Linked DNA regions of Hordeum vulgare: region 1 is linked to region 2. A link is a contact called in public Hi-C data. All regions are on one chromosome and are shown on one strand. Each heading gives the region's core, a stretch centred on a gene start, on an enhancer-like site or on the middle of the called end of the contact. The rest is flanking DNA. Distances are from core to core; before and after follow the strand shown. Region 1 holds the start of LOC123441390 (gibberellin receptor GID1-like). Region 2 has its middle 80 kb from the start of LOC123441379.

The links. Hi-C and Micro-C count contacts between places; a contact is called where the count stands out from the background.
Region 1: a contact with region 2 is called in a Hi-C map of seedling, with 4 times the contacts expected there. The contact joins the promoter of LOC123441390 here to the enhancer-like site in region 2. A contact is called at or near these places in 4 of 6 Hi-C or Micro-C datasets (leaf and seedling) and 1 of 1 datasets of contacts at active chromatin or transcription factors (embryo).

Annotation. Positions count from the first base shown.
Region 1 is chr1H:415,082,998-415,087,639 of MorexV3_pseudomolecules_assembly, forward strand. It overlaps LOC123441390 (gibberellin receptor GID1-like), which reads right to left and starts at 2,935. Exons shown (of 2, transcript XM_045117851.1): 1 at 2,557-2,935; 2 at 52-1,948. The coding sequence starts at 2,595. The coding sequence ends at 923.
Region 2 is chr1H:414,859,202-414,863,701 of MorexV3_pseudomolecules_assembly, forward strand. No RefSeq gene overlaps it. Among protein-coding and RNA genes, the nearest start is that of LOC123441379, 80 kb to the left of the region's middle. Within about 2 kb of position 1,785, at least 3 of the 3 cell types and tissues checked have open chromatin away from gene starts, as enhancers often do. A contact at or near this core is called in leaf and seedling, where this site is marked.

The DNA of each region.
Region 1 (4,642 bases), core at 1,685-4,184, 220 kb after region 2:
ATTCTTCACCGACACCCATGTGGAGGGGGAAAACCAGAGAACCAGAACGGATGGATCAAGGAAGCACACGCGTTACAGCATTTAGCAGTCCAAACATGTATACAGAAAGGAGGATCAGAATACATCAATCGAAAGAAAAAGATACAAAAAGTTAGAAGAAGAGAATTTATACTGCTAGCTAGCCTAGACTAGCACTGGTCTGGACTGGAAGCATATCACCACATACATAGTAGGATAGATAGACACAGGCAGGGATTGGATGAAAGTGAGCTGAGAGAGCACCGTCCAATCCACCAATCCCACCCGTAGCTCAAACAAGAAGCTACTACATCAACAACAACAAAAGACGGATCGTCTCTGATCGATCACTGTATGTACACATAACGTTAGATGGATGCCAAGTTCTTCTTCGCTGGAAGATAAGCAGCAGCAGCAGCAGCAGAGATGAAGGTGAAATAATATGCTCCTTCTCCATCAACCAATGCCAAATGGTAGTACATGTTGGAGGCGAAGCACACTCTCTTGTTTAACCCCAGGAAAAACATGGATCAGGGATCACACCGACCGAGCCGATCGATGGAACAATTAGTGCTTCCCTCGCACCGACGAGGACGAGCCATTGAGTTTTATCATCAGACAGACAGACAGACATGGGGATCCCCTTTGGAGTCTTACTAGAGATCACTTGCTTGCCAGAAGCCATTGCCGGGCTCCAAGATAACAATCCCCAAGCAGCAGCACCACCACCACCGGCAGCAGCAGCAGTATAAGAGATCTTATAGTACTAGTAGTATAAGTCAAGCTTACCATTTAGCTTCCTATAAGCAGTACGTAGGTAGGTAGTAGTATTTGATTGTGTCGTCGGGACGGACGTCGAGCTTATCCACGACTGGACTGGACTGGAGTGGTGTATGTACTGGGACTAGCGGAGGTTAAGTTGGACGAAGTCGGCGATCTCCTCCATCACCTCGTGGTAGTGGTCGGTGTTGGAGAGCAGGTAGAAGCCTATGGTGGCCTTCTCTCGGTGCACCACCTTGACGTGGTGGCCGTCTTCCCGGAGTCCCTCGGCGTAGCCCAGCTGCCGGTCGCAGGTGAGGTCCAGCCCGGACACGATGATGAGGCTCTTGGCGAAAGGCAGGCCCTTGAGCCGCCGCCCGTTCGGCCCGAACGGGTTGCACGCCGGGTGGTCCCTGTCCGCGTCCTCCGGCAGGTACGCCTTCCAGTACCAGTCCCTGTCCTGCATCGTGACGAAGTACTTGCCGTCCAGCCGCCGCTCCGACTCGGTCCGCTCCTTGCCGCCGAACATGGCGTTGAGCAGGATGTTGCCGTGTATCTTGATCCCCTCCTCCGCGGCGCGGACGGCCACGTGGTGGGCGATGTTGCCGCCGGAGCTGTCGCCGGCGAGGAACACGCGGGGCTGCGCGTCCTCGCCGCTCCGCAGGAACGGCTGCGCCTGCGCCCACTTGAGCGCCGTCCACCCGTCGTCGTACGCGCACGGGTACCGGTGCTCCGGGGCGCGCCGGTAGTTCACGGACACCACCACGCCCTTGCTCAGCTTCACCAACTGGCGGCAGAGGTTGTCGTAGATGGTGGTGCTGGACGCCGAGTGGGCGAAGCTGCCGCCGTGGAAGAATATGATCACCGGCAGCGGGTCCGGGGACGGCGCCCCGCTCAGGAACTCGAGGATGGGCAGGGTGAGCGCGGCGGCGCCCTCTGCGGCCGCGGCGTTGCCGGCGACGGCGCGGTAGATGCGCGCCTCGAGGCCGACGGAGTGGTCGATGACGTGGTCGAAGGAGGAGACGCCCTCCACCGGCTTGGGGTTGGCGGGCACCCGGCGGTCCATGTACTCGGCGAGGTCGCGCTCGAAGGTGCCGTCTGGGCGGCGGAGCATGTGGTACGACACCTTGAAGTTGGAGATGAGCACCCATGTGTGGAGCGGCACAACCGTCTGCACAGCACGACAGACCCAGCAGCAACAGTGTGAGAGTGAGACCACCACACCAGCAAATGGAAAACACAATCACACACACCTCGCAACGAAACCAAACCCAAACCAAAAACCAAACCAAACGAAACGAGGAGCTGTTTTGCGCTCGGACAGGAGCGCAATGCGAGGCGCCATGTTTCGGCCGCGTCTTGCTAGAAAAGATGCAAGCTTTGCGCGGGCGCTCTGCGGCAAAGGCGCGCGCGCACACGGATGGAGGGATGGATGGATGCGGATGAATGATTTGTTGCTTGTTGGGTAGCTGTATTAGTATCGGCCCCCGCCTAAAACAACGGAGGCAGGCGAGAGGGGAATAAAATTGGGATCGAGCCCAAAGGGGAAACAAAGGCAGCGACGGAGCGAGAGAGAAATCCCCCTTCCCTCCCACCGTAAAGCGGCGAGGCGGGGCGGGGGCACAAATCAAGAATCGCGCGGCGGCGCCCACACGGAAGAAGAAGGCCCGGAAACGAGAACCCAAACACAAACGCAAGGACGGACACACATGCGCCGCTGGCGCCCCGAAACAGGCGCCAAACAAAGGAGGAGGAGGAGGAGGATGGAAACGGACGGACCTTGCACTCGTTTCGGTTGACCTCGTCGCTGCCGGCCATGTCGGCGCTGCCTCCTGTCGGCTCTCTGCTCTCGGCTCTCGGCTGCTAGGAGCAAGATCTCCCCGGGGGAACGAAGGATGCCGCTGGCTGGCTGCTTGGCTCACGGCATGGAGCCCCCAAGAAGCGCGAGGAGGATCCCGCCCACCGAGTCCGGCAGGGGCCCAGCCGCCGGCGATCCGAATCCCCCTCCCTAGCGGGCACCTCGAGCCAGGAGAAGGCAGCCAACAGTGGTGCGAGGGAGTAGGAGGCTCGAAAGGTCGAGAGGGCTCGCTGGTGAGGCGAGTTGTGGCGTGAAGCACAGGGAGACGGATGCAAGGGGGGTGCGGGGCAATGGAAATAGGGGGAGTGGGGAGGGGGAGGGGAGGGGAGGGGAGCGGACGGGGGAGACGACAAAACCGGGCGGCTCAAAAAGTAAAACTTGTGTGTGCGGGGCCCTCACCCCCACTTGCCTAGCCAAGCTGCCATGCCAATATGGTTATTTTTTCTTCTCTCTCTCTCTCTTCTCTCTCCTGGTCTCTTTGTTTTGTTTATTGTTTTGGACGGTCTCGGGGCGCTTGGATGGATGCCTGCCTCTGAGAATTGAGAGCTCCCTCTTTTCTTTTTCTCCTCCGTCCCATCTTTATTTTGCGTTTTTTGGCACTTCTCTTTTAGACGCGGCAGAGAAGAAGTGGACGAACTGTTAGGTGCACCACATCATGGACGGCTCTCATGGACGTACCCTACGTGCATCTTGTGTTCCCCGCATCTTCAAGCTCACAAGATGTTAGCTAAAATTAAGCAAACTCGGCTTAATTTTGTCCAACCTTGTCCATCTCCCGGCTTGATTTTCAAGTCCCAAGTGCAGCATCTTGGCCCCGATCTAGCCCCGCTGCCGGCCTTGACGCGGCTACTTGGGATTTTTCAACGGTTTTCCGGCTCCGTTTTCCGCTCGCACATTCATATTAGACCGAACGCGTAAAGGTCAGCGTAGCATGTACGTTCTGGAGCGCTACGTTACCCCCTGATGGATGGATGGATGGATGCGGGGGGAAGAAAGCACCGTCTTGACATTTTGCCAAAGTACAAGGAATCTAACCACCGGGTTTCCTGCTGAGAGAACGGGTTTATTTATAGTGTATACAACAATAATGGCGCGACAAACAACAATCACAAGGTGTGGGCCGGCCATTCCCTGATCTTGATTTTTCATCTGTCTAAAGCATCTATACTGCTACTATCCCGGTACACCACCGCTATACTGCTAATTAAAATTGTGGTGCTGCCCTGTATTCGTTTCACATGGCCGCGGGCCGCCACGTCCAATATTCAACTCCTCCTGCCGGCCCGGCCGGCAGCGGCGCCGGCGTTCCTCGTCCACCGTCCGTCACCACCGGTACGTGGCGGCCTCTTCTCCGTTTTCGCTCGGCCAATGGTCGCACCCGCCATGGATTACAAGTAGTAGCAGCAGCAGCTTAACCGCGTTCAGCCATGGACTGACGACCGGCGCTAATGTAGGTCGTCGTCCCCCATGTCAATGCGCCAATCGCTGGATTAGTTAAACCCAATGGCTGCCAGTTGCCGTTGGTGAGTTTGCTTTGGGGGATACAACTCCTGGAAAGTGGACTGGTGGTACGTAGGAGTATATAAAGTTCGTGGTGTGTGTGCGTATAAAATGGTTTCCCTATTGGAACCACTTGATGACAAGCATAAACTGTGGCAATTATTGTGGTACATGCACATGCCCGGGTTGTGCACTCACCAGGCACCTATATTCAAATCAAAGACTGGCCCTTGCATCTGAACCAATACGTACGTACTCATTTTTTGGGGTAGCAGCTGCCACACCTTGGATTGGATCGGAAGCGGTTGCCGGGATTATCTGCTGGTAGTGCTGCTAGTTTTTATTTTTTATAGCCTGGATTATCTGGTGTGTTTAGTTATCACTTTGGCATGTTGTTTTGACTTCTTGAGAGCAGCACACTTGAAATTAGCAGTAACTGGGCCAGGAGGACTGCGCCAAGCCCAGCCCACTGTTTTAATTAGTGTGATCAAGGCCTATCTTGGCCAT
Region 2 (4,500 bases), core at 535-3,034:
TGAACTTTGAATTCCGTAAATTGGTACTCTGAACTTGTAATCCCGGTCTATTTTAAACTCTAGACCTGTTTGACACGCTCGGAATACTATAATCCCGAGTGGGATTACCTCCTACTCTCACGGATGAGAATTTGGGCTGTCGTATTTTACCACAACAAAAATTCATGAAGTTTAAAAAATGTTTCCGCATTTCTAAAATTGTCCAGAAGTTAAAAATGTTCTTTTTTTCTTCTATCTTTGTCACAAATTCAATTCCTTTTTTGTTTCTAAAAATATATTTATAATTTTGTAATTCTATTCACATTTTTTAAAAATTGTCCGTGATATAAAAATCACATGTGTCAATAAACTTCTGAATTCCAACAGTTTTTCACATGCTACGAAAAATGATACGGATTTTCCAAAATTGTGTCACATTTTAAATAATGTTTTTGCAATTTTGTAAATTATTTGTGTTTTGGAAAACACTGAAGCAATGAACTTCGAATTTATTTTTGGGGCAAACAAATATTGAAAATGTAAACAATTTTGGAATGTCCGAAGATTTTATAAAGTGTGATAACATTTTGAAAATTCTGAGTACTTTAAAAAACAACTATTTTTTGAAAAATAATCAATTACGAAAAAGCAAACACTTGCTGAAACATTTTTTTTAAACCAGTTTTTCTAAAGTGCGGACACTTTTTCTGAACTTTAAAAATGAGAAAAAAGTTTAAAACCTGAATAAATGTGTAAAGAAATATTTGTGACATCTAAAACATATCACGAGTTTAGAACAAAAGTACGTGGCATTTAAAAAAAACATTTGAAGACTGTTCATGAGTTTAAATAAATGTGCTTCTGACATTTTCAGAATGAAGTGTATACAATGTGAAAAAATGCATGATGTAAAGAAATGTGTCATACCCTTAAAAGAACATCCGTGACATGTGTTTGAAAAAGTTTATATAATTTTAAAATATGCAACAATGTAAAAAATATTCGTGTAGTTTTATAAAAATATATTGTCATTAAGATATGTAAAACGGGTATCTGAAAAATATTACCGTGTATTCAATTTTTTGAAAAACATGCATCTAAAAAATGTAAATATAGTGTATTGAAAATATATTTGCGCTCAAAATTTACTATGCAAATTGATAATAATTAGACATGTGTAAAAAAAACGATTACTGATGAAGAAACAAAACAAAAGCGAAAAAGAATATAATATGAAGGAAATTAAGAAAGAAACAAAAGAAACAAAAAGTATAACGAAGAAAGAAAAACCAGATAAAATCGGCAAGAAAATAAAGTATAACGAAGGAAAAAACTAGGGAAAAAATCCAGACCAGCGCGAGCGAGTGCGCTAATAGGCTGGCCTAATTCAGGAAATGCCGGTTAAATTCTCTCAAGGTTTGAAATTGATCCGGATCAGAAAATTTGATATGCTTATTTCAAAGATTAATAGTTTAACGTTTGATTTAGCTTTTTCCTATAAGTTGAAGGTTTGCTTTTAACCTTTTCCGCCTTGCATTCCAAGCTCCGAGGGGGTCGGGCCGGCCGCACATAAAACCAGGTCGTACCTATCCATCCACAGTGGGGGCTCTGCCTCTCCCCTCGTCGTGACCCGGCGCTTTGTCACGACGCGTACGCCTACGCGTCGTTGCCCGCCCCACTTGTCCCCACGAGCTGCTCCCTCTCGGGTCGGGTGGACGGGTGGTCTGAGCCGACTGGGCTGGGCACTGGGTGAGGAGTCGTCGTACGGAACGGAACGGAACGGGACTGGGGGCATCTCCTCCTTTGCTCGTGCCTTTGCTTGCACACCACCGAACCCAACAGCGCATGCGGACAGCCGTGCCGTACCCGCCCCCATACACATCCCTTTACTGGATTTTTCTTCAGTTTTGGCCTCTCTCCCTGCCCCGACGGGCGACGCCCTGCCTTGCCCTGCCCGGATATGAAGACTTTGGTTTAGCGAGCACCATTTGTTGCCATATCTGGTCGAACCCGGCTCTTGCGTTTCTGAGCGCAACAGTGGTGGGTGTTCGATCCGGACGTGCGGACGGCCTATTCCGAGCTGCTGCTAGAGTCTACGCATAATTAGCTCGTCTAATCCTCTACTTTCAGCGTGACTTTTAACGTTTACTCCGTCTACGGATGGGCGTCCGAGTTTTCTTTCCAATCAAATCCGCCCAGCTCAGCCTCACCTCACGCGCGGCGCAACACCATATCAGGCCTTTTTCAGTGCACCGGTGCTAATGATGTTGTAATAAACAGCTGTAACAGCCCCATTGCGGGTCTTTTCAAGTTTTTCGTTTGGGATGAGCGCCAGCCACGGTCACAGCCGGTCATGATGGCGAGGGTTTAACAGGTTCCCTTTCTTTAATAATCTCCCATTGGCACGTACCACCATACTCCTCTGCTGTGTGCCTGTGTCGTGGTACTAGGCCGGTACACGGGCACACTATAGATCATAGACCTAGTACTGGTAAAAAGAGTACCGGCCTATAGTGCCCCGTGCACGCCGGTTTACCTCATCATCGGGTCTTTGGAGGCGATTAGCGCAGGCCCACACCCGCTGTCGAGCGCCTACTGGCGCCTCGGCCCCCTCATCATCATCGCCACCATCGTGTAGTGGCTATGATCGATTAAAAAAAAGGAAAAGAAAAGGAAAAAAGGGGTGCGCGTTATTCGAAATGAGATCGCCGTACGCCACCATCTCCGGCGCTCGCAGTGAAGGGGCTTTGTCGCGACCCTCCGTCCGCACGGCGCACGCGGCCTAAACGTCGCCGTCGCCACCAGCTAATTTAAAGGCGCCGAGCTGGCCGGCTACGCGCCAAGCCTGCCCGGTCGTCGTGGTCACCCGCATCGCAATTGGCGACGACTAATTTAGCGGGTAATTAAATACTTGTAGTGCGGGGGCGTAGTAATCCGCGGCGGCAGTGCGAACGGGCCTGCGGTGCGGTTTTGCCGGTTTGCGACGGGGGTTTTGTCGTGGCCCTCACGTCATCTTCTGTGCTCTCCCTCATCGACAAACCAAAATCCATATAACTGCAAGTTGAATATGGTACTCCTCCGTTCTTAAATATAATTTTTTAAAAGGTTTTACTATTAGACTACATACGGATGTATATAGACATATTTTAAAATATACATTTAATTATTTTGTTACGTATGTAGACCCCTAGTGAAATCGCTTAAAAGACTTATATTTAGGAACGGAGGGAGTATTAGTTAGTATTATGACATTTCTTGGATGTAGATGTGTTGTTGGATGTCTTCTTTCTAGTATTAGCCACACGATACGTTAAGGCTGATTGTCCTAACAAAATCACATAAAAGAGCAAAGTATGCAACCTCATCTGGGACGCTCAACATCCAAAAAGCTTGCTGATCTCTTATGTCAATAAGACCAAAGGGATGGATATTGTAAATGATAGGAAGTGTTAGGAAGTGAAATAGAATGAAATAGAGCTATTTTAGGCTTTCCTATGAAATGAGGCATGAAACGGAGCCACTACGAAAAAATTGTGGGAGTTACGAAAAAAGCTTCAGACTCATATTGTTCATGGGTTGAGAGCGGGAGTTGAACTCTAGGAGGTCGAATCCCCCCTTGTTCCTCAGTAGCTCAGTGATAGAGCGATCGACTGTTAACTGACTGGTCGTAGGTTCGAACCTATTTAAGGAAATTTTATTTATTCTTTAATGTAAGAATTGGCATTGCTGTTTTTTAGAGAAAATAGAGTAAGGACCAGGATGAAGACGATTTGGACTCTGAATGTTTTTAGAGAAAATTCATGACTCTCACAACCAAATGAACTAAACTCACCGAAGAGGGCTAGGAGCAGCAATTTTGCTCCTTGTAGATGCACTAGGAGGTGTTGAAGCAATTGCAATATCTTAGACCCTAACCGAATCTGACCCTATCGGTACTATGCATAAAGGACTCGACAAAAATAGAGATGACTCGGCACTTACATCTCAAAGTCGATGTGAACGTTCGATGCGATAAAGTTGATGGACGATGATGAGGATGATCTCGCGCCGCGTCGGGGAAGGAGGGGATTAGGCGGCTCCTCGAAAGATCGGATGTCACCTAGCCCAAAGGGGGTCGCGTGAGAGGGATGAGTGATAATGATGTGTGGGAGGGGACAAGTAGGAGGGAATGCCATGGCGAGTGCACGCGGCGGCGATCGGAGACAATGACGATGTGTTTGCCACAGACTAGGGCTCGTGGTGAGATGAGGAACCGTTTTAACCCAAATTCAAAAGACAAGAGATGTTGTTGTATAATTATAATTAGCAGATGTGTAAATGCAATTAAGTTAATTCTTATTCTAGGGACGATAACACCCAGACTGAATTGGATTAATTAAAGTTAAATACCTTTTAGGCCGAAAATGCCATTGTGCTCTAATAAGACTTAGTTAGTTTAATCCCGGATCGGTCATATAACACCTCTTCTCATGTATTATGACGCACGGTCAAATTAGCCATATACTTTCCTCATTCTTAAAT